4 separate regions of the Sus scrofa genome follow, and regions 1, 2 and 3 are each linked to region 4. Evidence: chromatin contacts called from public promoter capture Hi-C data. All regions are on one chromosome and are shown on one strand. Each heading gives the region's core, a stretch centred on a gene start, on an enhancer-like site or on the middle of the called end of the contact. The rest is flanking DNA. Distances are from core to core; before and after follow the strand shown.

Region 1 (2,700 bases), core at 96-2,595, 170 kb before region 4:
GGGCCACACCCGTGGCATATGGAGGTTCCCAGGCTAGGGGTCCAATCAGAGCTGCAGCTGCTGGCCTACACCACAGCCACAGTAATGCAGGATCCTAGCCACATCTGTGACCCTACACCACGGCTCACAGCAATGCCAGATCCTTAACCCATTGAGTGAGTCCAGGGATCGAACCCACGTCCTCATAGATACTAGTTGGGTTCATTAACTTATGAGCCACAAGGGGAACTCTTAAATAATATTAAAAAAAAAAATTATGCTGGAGTTCCCGTCGTGACGCAGTGGTTAATGAATCTGACTAGGAACCATGAGGTTCCGTGTTCATCCCTGGCCTCTCTCAGTGGGTTAAGGCATTGCTGTGAGCTCTGATGTGGGTCACAGACGCGACTCAGATCTGGCGTTGCTGTGGCTCTGGCGTAGGCAACAGCTTCGATTAGACCCCTAGCCTGGGAACCTGCATATGCCACGGGTACCGCCCTAGCAAAGACAAAATAATAATAAATAATAGATAAAAATATGCTGGAGTTCCTATCGTAGCTCTTTGGAAATGAATCAGACTAGGAACCATGAGGTTGCAGGTTCGAGCCCTGGCTTCGCTCAGTGGGTTAAGGATCCGGCATTGCCGTGAGCTCTGGTGTAGTTCCCAGACGCGGCTGGGATCCCGCGTGGCTGTGGCTGTAGCTGTGACGTGGGCCGGCGGCTGCAGCTCCCATTCCATCCCTAGCCTGGGAACGTCCATATGCCCCGGGTGCGGCCCTAAAAAGAAAAAAAAAATATGCCGTTGCAAAGTATTCAGTGCTACAGGTCAATGTTCATGATTGATTAGTGATTGACAAATTAATTTTTTTCATATAACAAACGTTTTACATCTCTTTCGATAAAAGACAGAATCCCCTGGTGTGGCTCAGTGGGTTGAGGCTCCTGCGTTCTCATTGCTGTGGCCCGGGTTGGATCCCTGGGAAGTTGTGCATGCCCAGGGGCTTGGCAAAAAAAAAAAAAAAAAAAAAAAAAAAATATTAGCAGTAACCACTCATTGGTGGGATTAATGCTGAGTTTTACTTTCTCTTCTGGGCTCTTCGAGATTTTGCAAAGGTTCTACATTAAGCATCACAAGTATTGTTTGGTTTTGGTTTCTTGGCCCCAAGAATTAAAGTTACTTAGCAAAGACTACAAGTACCGGCAGACATCGCGCCTCCGACTTCAGAAGACCCGCCTTCCCCAAGCACAATGAACGCTGGGATTTGAAGTCCAGTTCCAACAACAAGGTGGGCCGCGCAGTACCGGCACAATGACAGAGGCGGGATCAGCGCCATTTTGACCAATGGGCAGTGCGTACCGGGCCTGAGTGGCACGCGTATAATCAATAGATAGGCCGCTAAGCTCGAGTGACGTGAGCTTCAGCCTACCGGCAGCCCATGGGCGGTGCGGTGCGCGGCGGCCGTAGTGCGAACCATGGGAGGTGGCTGGTGGTGGGCTCGGGCTGCCCGCCTAGCCCGACTCCGCTTCCGGGGGGCGCTGCTGCCGCCTCCGCGGCCCCGGAGCGGGGGCGCCCGGGGGTCCTTTGCCCCTGGCCACGGCCCCCGCTCTGGGGCTTCGCCGCCCCCGGTGTCCGAGCTGGATCGCGCAGATGCCTGGCTCCTTCGGAAGGCTCATGAGACAGGTCTGGGGATGGGGTCGGCCTCGGATGGGAGTAGGGGTTCCGAATAGCTGAGCTGCCCGCGCGCGCTAGCGGATGGTGGTGGGACCCTGCTGGAAACCTGGCCCAGGGAGAGGCTCAGGAGGAGGAACGGCTTCCGTGTAAGAGCAGGGAAGCGCTGGCTGCAAGAGCGCAGACTGTCCGCATAGAAGGGCTTGCAGATGCGACCGCGGGTCTGGTTAATGAGGTTCAGTAGGGACTGGAGAGCTTTGTCGGGCCAGGACAGGCAGCCTTATCAAACGGCCCTGTCCGGATGGCGGAGGCTTTCAAAGAGGGCTAGGGGCGAGGGAGTTGCCTACAAGAGGGGGGCCTCGTTGGAGAGGCCAGTTCGGATTAAAGAGGCGACCACTCTGCATAAGGCGGGAGCGTGGATCCCCACAGAAGAGAGGGCAAGTTCTGGGTTGGAAGAGGGAACACCCAATAGAAGAGCAGCTCTGAGCTGATTGGAGGGCATGGTGCTCCTGGCTGCAGGGGGTGGGGCCTCATTTGGCAGGGTGCTGGGTGGGGGTGGAGGGGTCCGGGTTGGAGAGGATGGGCTTTAGAGATCGTGGACAGGTGTAGCGGTGGGGATGGCTGTAACCCGACTAGCCCCGATTAGTGCCACACCAGGGACTTGAGTGGATGTGAATTACCTCCAGGAAGAGCACACCTGATAGCAGCGTGGATTTAGTAAACTGAGCGGGGAGGCTGGAGAGAGGCCTGGGGGAGCGGGGAGGGGTAACGGTTGGTGTGAAGGTTTGAGAAGGAAGTGAGGGGGTGGCCATGGGGATGTGAGGGAGACATTGACCAAGCTGACCTCTTGGAATCTTCCCGTCCCCAGATTTAGGTTCTGCAGTTTTGGTCCTAGATCCCCCTCCAGATTCTGCAGACTGTCTTGAATCTTTGATGTTGCCAAGTTGGGTGGGAGAGGGGCTCAGTGAGGGTTTTGGGGGTTCTTAGATTGGGGGCTGTCAGGAAGAGGTGGGGATTTGGGGTCGGGTCGGTGGGATGAAGAGGAGCCCCTC
Region 2 (2,700 bases), core at 126-2,625, 150 kb after region 4:
GCTCTCCATATCCCCCTTCATCAATCAGATCATCTCCCCATCGCTGGTGAATTCAGGCAGTTTACGACAGTCTAGGTCTGTCTTAAACAAGAAAGGGATTGAATAGTTTGTCTCTACTAAAATCCAGATTCATTTTTCTCCTTGGGACCAGCTAGATGATTTTTTTATTTATTTATCAGATCCCTCTGTGACTTTATACATGGAAGGCACTGCTCCAAGCACCTGACAGACATCTCAGTCCTCGTAACAACTGTGAGATAGGAAGTATTACATAGCTAAGGAAACTGAGGCACAGAAAGGCTAAGCACGTTTCCCAAGGTCGCACAGCTGGAAAGTGGCAGAGCTGAGGCTCACCCCAGGCAGTTTGGTTCTGGAATCTTTGCTCCCAGAAATTGCCTCTTCAGCTCAGGACCAGGTCATCTGGTGCACGGGGTATCATAAAAGAGGGAGCTTCTTACATGATTTTCTGGGCCTTGGCTGTTAGGGAGTCAAGGTCTATCTGAGAAATGGGCATGAACTTCGGAGCTTGATCCTCAAGGTTGTAGGTACTCGCACTCGGCGTAGTGACACAGGTTGGCCGCCTGAGGGGGCGCTAGCCCCGCTTGCCGAGCCAGGGAAGGGAGGAGGGAACCTTGGTAACGAATGTCAGGCTCAGACTTTTCTGAACCATAGAACGTTGAGAACAGAGCATCTTAGAAGGCTGAGAACAAAGCCTCTTAGAACATAGAACAAAGGCCCCTGGAATCGTAAAATGGTGAGCGCAAAGCCTCACAGCATCTGTGAGACAAAAGATGCTAAGATTCTGTTCGGGTGGAATCATAGAATTACACCCATGGTTTTACACTTCCAGAATTTGGGACATGCTCTCAGAAGTAAGACTGGCTACCAGAGCAAAACGAAAATGCGGGGCCCCTTGTTCAAAAAATGAAAAATCCAAAACTAACAGCAGAATGTTAAACCAAGTTTGGGGCCTTTCTAAGCCGGCCAGTGAAGCTCGCCCCGCTTAGAAGCATTAGTTTATGGGAGGATGTCGGAAGTTGCCCTGGCCCTCTAGTTTTACAGCTGAATGTCTCGGAAGGCTTCCTGGAAGGGGAGGCAAAATCTGGACTCGATTCTTAACCCTTTCCGCCCCCTTGCGCATCTTCAGAAGCAGAAGGTTAGGAAGGGCGGAGGGAGAGGAACTGCTGCCAAAATGTCACGTGCACCCATTCTCTATTTATAGATCACCCCTGCCCCTCTCGCGGGACAGTCCAATGGTAGCCTGAGCTCTCCCGCAAGGGGGCGGAACCAGCTGCGGGGACCCGGGAGATACGGACCAATAACATTGGAACAAGGGCGGACTTGTTTCATTGTGACGTGTGGGGGCGTGGCCAGGGCCCTATGGCAGGCGAGAGGCGGGGCGTGGCGAGGCGAGGTGGCCGGTAAGCCGAGCGAGTAGGCAGCTGCGAGCATACGTTGCGTTGAGGGGCGCGGGTGCACAGCCGAGTATCTTCGTAAAGGGAGGGTACCGGCCAATAGGCGATGGTTGCTCTGTCGCCGGGGGCGTGGCCATGCAGATAAGGCGCGGGTGGGCGGCCCAATGGACGGGCGCCTATGCAGATGAGACGGTGACAGCCGGGCCAGCGGGCGGGCGGGCGGGCTGTTGGGGCGGGGAGGTGGGACCGGGAGAGGGGTGGCCGCGGGGCCCGGCCGGGCTGGGGCGGGGGGCCGCAGCCATGATCCGGGCCTTCTCGTTCCCGGTGAGCCCCGAACGGGGTCGGCTGCGGGGCTGGCTGGAGGGCAGCCTGGCCGGGCTCTGCGAGTTACACTGGCTCCGGGAGAGGCAGGAGTACCGCGTGCAGCAGGCGCTGCGGCTGGCCCAGCCCGGAATGGGGGGCGCCGAGGCCGAGGACGAGGAGGACGCCGACGAGGACGAAGATGCGGCGGCGGCGCGCCGGGCTGCAGCAGCCCTGGAAGAGCAGCTGGTGAGGGGCCGCCTGTCCGTCTGTCCCTCTGCCCTCGTCTGTGTCTGTCTCTCTGTCTCGGTTGGATGCTCAGACACCCGTCCGGGTGGGGGAGGGAAGAGGGGGAAAAGAGAGGGGGGGTGGGGCTGGAGAGTCTGGGCGGCGGGTGGGATCAGGCCTCCCTGCCCCCAGACTGGGGAAGGGGACTGCATCGCCTCCGCCGGACCCTCGTGTGATGCAAAAGCCCATTCCCTACACCCCTTCCCCAAAGCGAATCCATCTGGGCGCCAAGTATGTGTCAAGCCCGGGCTGAGTGTTAGGCAGGCGTTGTCCTCTTGCTGCTTGGAGGATAGGGGGTGATAGTTCTCATTTCAGAAAGCAACAAAACGGAGGCTCAGAGAGGGCCAGCGACTCACCCAAGGTCACACAGCGGGATCCAAGCACGCCCCTCTCCCAGCCTCCATACCAGGGCTCCGTCTTCCTAAGTCCTAGTGTGCTTGGAGATCTCCGGAGGGGGCGGGGTGGGGGGAGGGGATCCTCGGGCCTCCTGAGGAAGGGATTGCTGCTGAGAGGAAGCTCGCAGCCCTTTAGGACCCCATGGTGATCTTGATCCTCTGGTAACACTTTCCTACCTGGTCCCAGTTCTGGTTAACCCAGGAGGTGGCAGATTGAGGCAGCCTGGGGGTCTGACTTCTAGATTCCCTGGGCGCTCTGAGGGTGGAAGATAAGCCAAAGGTCTCCAGAATGACTTAAGGAG
Region 3 (2,700 bases), core at 159-2,658, 180 kb after region 4:
GGAAACTGAGGTCCACGGGCTTCCCGTCCTGGCCGGGGACCATCAGAGAGCAGGCAGGTAGTGAAACTGGCGTGAGATCTTGAATGCGTACTCTCTGCGCTTAAACTGCCTCCCTGAAAAATCAGGGGTGTCTGAGAGGGTCCTTGAGCTCCCACCTGGCCCTCATGGGCGGGGAGGCTGCAGGGGAAGCCATGAGGTTCAGTGGCAACAGTGATGGTGATCACTGTGCTGGCAGGGGGACACCCAGGCTGACTACACTGGCTGGAGGGTGGTGGCTGTGCGGCTGGCCATGTGTTTGGGGTGGGGTGGGAGAAATGGAGGAACAGCGGAGTTGGAGCCCTGGACGGCTGTCTGTGGCTAAAATATTCCTTGAAGTCAAGGTCACCAGAGCTTGGCCTGGGGCCTGGGAGTGCTGGGGTGAGAGGTGGGGGGTGTGTCCCCCTTTGATGCCTGAGAGCAGTGGAAATCCTGGGGCAGACCTGTCCCTTATCAGTGGATGACAAGTCCGGCGCCCCCCAAGGCTCTGTGGGGTGGCTGAGTGTGCAAGCTGGGAGCCCCAGGACGGACTCCAGGGACTGGCATTTTGTTCTCTGGGCCACCTCTTCCCCCTGCCTCGTGGAAGGAGTGAAGTCTATCCAGGGAACAGAAATCCCAGTGGTGCCTGGAAAACACTGCATCAGAGAGGAATTTCCCGGTCATGTCTCAATCCCTGGCCGTGTCCTAACCCCAGAGCCTGAGCCCAGAATAGATGCCAGAGGCCACACCAGACAGCCTTGAGGACTTGTCGGCTGTGGCCCTCAGGTCCTGTCCCCACTGGGTGTGATGACTCAGGTGATCCCTAACCCAGGTCCACTGAGCGATGCTGGGAAGGGACAGGGTGGCAGAGACCTGAGTGTGGGGAGACGGCAGGTGGCTCAGTGATGTGGGCCGGGGGAGAGGACACAGGGAGGAGAGGCAGAGGCCTGTCCTGGGCAGGGGGGGATGGAGGGAGCCGCCAGGGAAAGGCGGGAGGGAGCCCAGGGGCCGCTGGAGAAAGCAGGGGAGGGGAGGCGGGGCAGAGAGAGGAAATGAAAAAGCCGGGGTGAGCGAGCAAGCCGGGGAGGGAGGGAGGAGAGAGGGAAGGAGGGAGAAGTTGACACTCGGCGTTGGACCCAGCGAGAGACACCCAGGAGAAGCAGCAAGGGGACAGAGGAGGGACTGGGAGGCTGCAGAGGTGCGGTGGGGAGGGGCTGGGAGAGGTCAAAGCCGAGACCGGGAGCGAGAGCTGTCCAGGGACCAGGAAGGAGACAGAGACGGAGCGACAGCAAGAGACGGAGACGGAGAAAGAACGCGCTAGGGGCTTGGCGAGGAGAGGACTGGACCTGGAGACCGAGGCAGAAGGAAAGAAAGAGGGGAGAGAAATAGACAGAAATTGACGCCCAGCAGGACCTGCCGCGGGTCGACGGGGACCTGAGCCCACTCCCTCCAGCTGCAGCGGGGACCACAGGGAGCGCCGGCGGGGTTGGGCGTCGCAGGGGCGGACCCGGCCTCCCCCTCCCACCCCATCTCCCACCCCCGGGGACCCCTCCAGCCCGGCGGTCGCCCGCGGCGAGGCGGGGGATGGCCGATTCTTGCCGGAACCTCACGTACGTGCGGGACTCGGTGGGCCCGGCCACCAGCACCCTGATGTTCGTGGCGGGCGTGGTGGGCAACGGGCTGGCCCTGGGCATCCTGGGGGCGCGGCGGCGGTCACGGCCCTCGGCCTTCGCCGTCCTGGTCACCGGGCTGGCCGTCACCGACCTGCTGGGCACGTGCTTCCTGAGCCCCGCCGTGTTCGCGGCCTACGCCCGCAACAGCTCGCTGCTGGGCCTGGCCCGGGGCCGCCCGGCGCTGTGCGACGCCTTCGCCTTCGCCATGACCTTCTTCGGGCTGGCCTCCACGCTCATCCTCTTCGCGATGGCCGTGGAGCGCTGCCTGGCGCTCAGCCACCCCTACCTCTACGCCCAGCTGGACGGGCCGCGTCGCGCCCGCCTGGCGCTGCCTGCCATCTACGCCTTCTGCACGGCCTTCTGCGCGCTGCCCCTGCTGGGCCTGGGCCAACACCAGCAGTACTGCCCGGGCAGCTGGTGCTTCATCCGTCTGCGCTCGGCCGAGCTGGGTGGCTGCGCCTTCTCGCTGGCCTACGCCAGCCTCATGGCCCTGCTGGTGGCCGCCATCGTCCTCTGCAACGGCTCAGTCACCCTCAGCCTCTGCCGCATGTACCGACAGCAGAGACGCCACCAGGGCTCGCTGGTCCCCAGCCCCCGGGCAGGTGAGGACGAGGTGGACCACCTGATCCTGCTGGCCCTCATGACTGGCATCATGACTGTGTGCTCCCTGCCCCTCATGGTGAGTGCCCCTGCGGCGGGGGGGGGGGGGGGGGGGGAGGAGGGCAGCAGCCGGCTTTAGCCTCCAGGGGCTGAGCCCATTTCATGGATCTGGAGACTGAGCCTCAGAGAGGTCAGAGGCTGTGGCCACGGTCAAGCAACTCCCCACTCCCAGGAGAAGTCTTTCCCCATTTGCTTCTGCCCCATTTCACTCCTCCTGACCCTGTCGCCCCTTCTCCATCTCTAGCCCCCACCCCTGCCAATTTCACCCCCAGGAGCCTTCCCCTGCCCCTGCCTGATAATAAGACCCGCCAGGCATTGAGTGCTTGCTCTCTGTACACCCTCTGCTCAGGGT
Region 4 (2,700 bases), core at 154-2,653:
AGGGGTTGAATCAGAGCTGCAGCTTCTGGCCTACACCACAGCCACAGCAACACCAGATCCGAGCCTCGTCTGCCACCTACACCACAGCTCATGGCAGGATCCTTAATCCACTGAACGAGGCTAGGGATCAAACCTGCGTCCTCATGGATACTAGTTGGGTTTGTTACCTCTGAACCACGACGGAACTCCTAATTTACCTTGCTTTCTTAGAGCAAGTCTCCCCTCAGTATCCATCCCTTTACTGAATGCTTACTATGTGCCACCATGTTCTAGGGGATGTAGATTGTTAACAGGTTCCCTGCCCTCAACGGAGGCAACACACACACAGAGACACACACCCCAAATAAAATCATTAACAGCTGTAAAAAGGCTTTAAAGAAATCTAACTGCTGACCTAGAGAATGTGGGGGGTCGAAGAGGGGAACTTCGTATGTTGGGTTCCCCCATATAGGACTGCGGAGGTGATGTTTAAGCCAAAGGAAGAAAAGAGGTCAGCGATCAAAGAAATGGGGGAAGGCAATTCCCATTGTGGCTCAGTGGTAAGGAACCTGACTAGTATCCATGAGGATGTGGGTTCAGTCCCTGGCCTTTCTCAGTGGGTTAAGGATCTGGAGTGGCTGTGAGCTGTGGTATAGGTTGCAGATGTGACTGAGATCCTATGTTGCTGTGGCTCTGACACAGGCAGCAGCTGCAGCTACTATTCAACCCTTAGCCTGGAAACTTCCACACACGGAGGGTGTGGCCCTAACAAACAAACAAACACATAACACATACTATATGTCCAGCACTGGGCTAAGTACTTTGGAAACTTACGGATGCTTTAAAACAACTCTACTGAGGTGACCCCTTGATCAACCGTCTTTTACAGTTAAAGAAGTTGAGTTAAGAGGTGAAGTTGCTGGCCCAGAGTCACACAGCTAGGAAATAAAGGCACGATTTGCATACAGTTCTGGCTTCCAAATTCATGCGCTTAAGCCACTGTCCCACATAAGTCGCTTAACATATTCTAAACAAAGTACTGGGTGACCATGCTCCCCCAACGTAGTTTCTTATTGATTGATTTTTAATTTATTTGTTTGTTATTAAAATACAATTAATTTACAGTGTTCTGCTAAAACAGCTATTCCCAGTACGTCCTTCTTGCCTTGTTGGGGGGGCGGTGGGAGGGAGAAGGAAGGCTGTCCGAACTACATTTCCTAGAGTGCAACCCTTGCCTTGCTGGCTGTCCAGCATTTCGGGAATTGTAGTCCTGCCAGGAGACATTCACCCACGGCTCCCAGAATGCATTTGGAGACCGAACCTTGCGCGAGGAAAAGGATAGTCGCGTAGCATGCTGGGACGCGGGACAGGCCCATTTCTCTGGCGTGCCGCTCAGACGAACGACCCCATTTCTTCGGACTACAATTCCCAGCCGGCTGTGCGCGAGAGAGGGCGGGCGAGTTCTTCTGCCGGAAGTCCGCTCTAGCCCCGGGTGCCCCAACAGCCGCCAAAGCCCGAGCCTCCCAGAAGCCGTGGGACCGGGGCCTCCCAGAAGCTGGGGTCGGACGGGGGTCGCCATGGTAACGGGGGCGCGCCCATACTGGGGATGGGCAGAGGGTGGGTCCATGTGCAGGTACTCGAGGCGCGGTGGGATACTGACAAGCCCCCCCGGCCGCGGTGCAATGGTCTGGGCCAGGCGGGGGCTCTCGAGATTGGGGCCGACCAAAGGCCGGGGAAGGGGACTGGGCGGCGGTTCTGGACGCCAGAGTGTAACGGGGCTCTCAAGGCTAGGGGGCTTTGGAGACCGGATGACAAGAGGAGGGGTCTGTGCGGGAGGGGACATTGGAGGTGGCTGAAGGGTTTTGAAACTGGCAGGCAACTCACGAAGAAGGATCTCCGAGGTGGGGAGAAGGAATTGGAGGTGGCGAGGGGGCATCCCAAGAAGAGAGCTCTCTGGGAGTGTGACCGGATAGTTGGAGAAGGATGGAAGACCTTCGGCTGGGAGAGACGGGGGTCTCTAGAGGCAGGAAGCTGACACTGCAGACGGAGAGGGGGTGTTGGAACTGGGCGGGATACTGCTGATGAAGGAGACAGAATTTCAAGAGGAAGAGACTGGACACTGGAAACGGGAAGTAGGCAACTGTAGGGAATGGGGCTTTAGAGTTAGGGAAAGCGTGCTAGAAAAGGGAGAAGGCTTGGCGTAGGGAGTGGATACTAGAGATGTGTGGGGAGCAGTGGAAGAGGTCACGGAGGGTAGGTAATAGGCACAGGAGTGCGAGAGATGGGGATGAGGCTTTGGGGGCAAGGACAAGCCACTGGATTTGGTACCCCTCCCCAGAGATGGGGAGACCTGACAGAGGGCATTGAAACCGAGAAAGAGGAAGTCGAAAGGGGACAGCTCTAGGGTAAGGGCTTGGAGACAGTAGGTTGGGGGACATAGAGCGGGGACATCCGAGGGTTGAGGGTGCAGGAGGGAAAGGGCTTCTGAGGGTGGATTCCCTGAAGTGGGGAGACTCTAATTGGGAGGAGAAACAGGAAGAGGTGCATGAGGGAACTGGGGGGGGGGTCAGAGGCAGAGCTCTCCCTCAGCTTTTCAGGCTTGCTTTTATCTCTGCCCTCAGTGTGCCCCATATTTCTCTGGCTCTGCCCCAGGCAGTGGCTGCCTGGTGTGGGTACCCCCACCTCCACCCCGTGCCCTCTCCCTGTCTCCCAGGACCCCTG

The links. Promoter capture Hi-C pulls out the DNA fragments that hold promoters and counts their contacts.
Region 1: a contact with region 4 is called in a promoter capture Hi-C map of liver, with 3 times the contacts expected there. The contact joins the promoter of TMEM160 here to the promoter of AP2S1 in region 4. A contact is called at or near these places in 4 of 5 promoter capture datasets (fetal liver, fetal skeletal muscle and liver), 4 of 47 Hi-C or Micro-C datasets (embryonic fibroblasts, heart right ventricle and liver) and 2 of 2 datasets of contacts at active chromatin or transcription factors (alveolar macrophages and skeletal muscle).
Region 2: a contact with region 4 is called in a promoter capture Hi-C map of skeletal muscle, with 5 times the contacts expected there. The contact joins the promoter of DACT3 here to the promoter of AP2S1 in region 4. A contact is called at or near these places in 2 of 5 promoter capture datasets (fetal liver and skeletal muscle) and 7 of 47 Hi-C or Micro-C datasets (embryonic fibroblasts, fetal heart ventricle, liver and 3 more).
Region 3: a promoter capture Hi-C map of fetal liver shows a contact between it and region 4, with 2.7 times the contacts expected there. The contact joins the promoter of PTGIR here to the promoter of AP2S1 in region 4. A contact is called at or near these places in 3 of 5 promoter capture datasets (fetal liver, fetal skeletal muscle and liver), 4 of 47 Hi-C or Micro-C datasets (blood, liver, skeletal muscle and 1 more) and 1 of 2 datasets of contacts at active chromatin or transcription factors (skeletal muscle).

What each region holds. Positions count from the first base shown.
Region 1 is chr6:52,875,906-52,878,605 of Sscrofa11.1, reverse strand. TMEM160 (transmembrane protein 160) reads left to right here and starts at 1,345. Exons shown (of 3, transcript XM_003127241.5): 1 at 1,345-1,660. The coding sequence starts at 1,453.
Region 2 is chr6:52,552,933-52,555,632 of Sscrofa11.1, reverse strand. DACT3 (dapper homolog 3) reads left to right here and starts at 1,375. Exons shown (of 4, transcript XM_003355955.4): 1 at 1,375-1,964. The coding sequence starts at 1,551.
Region 3 is chr6:52,526,046-52,528,745 of Sscrofa11.1, reverse strand. It overlaps PTGIR (prostacyclin receptor), which reads left to right and starts at 1,408. Exons shown (of 2, transcript XM_003355952.4): 1 at 1,408-2,367. The coding sequence starts at 1,600.
Region 4 is chr6:52,701,901-52,704,600 of Sscrofa11.1, reverse strand. It overlaps AP2S1 (adaptor related protein complex 2 sigma 1 subunit), which reads left to right and starts at 1,403. Exons shown (of 4, transcript NM_001244453.1): 1 at 1,403-1,559. The coding sequence starts at 1,557.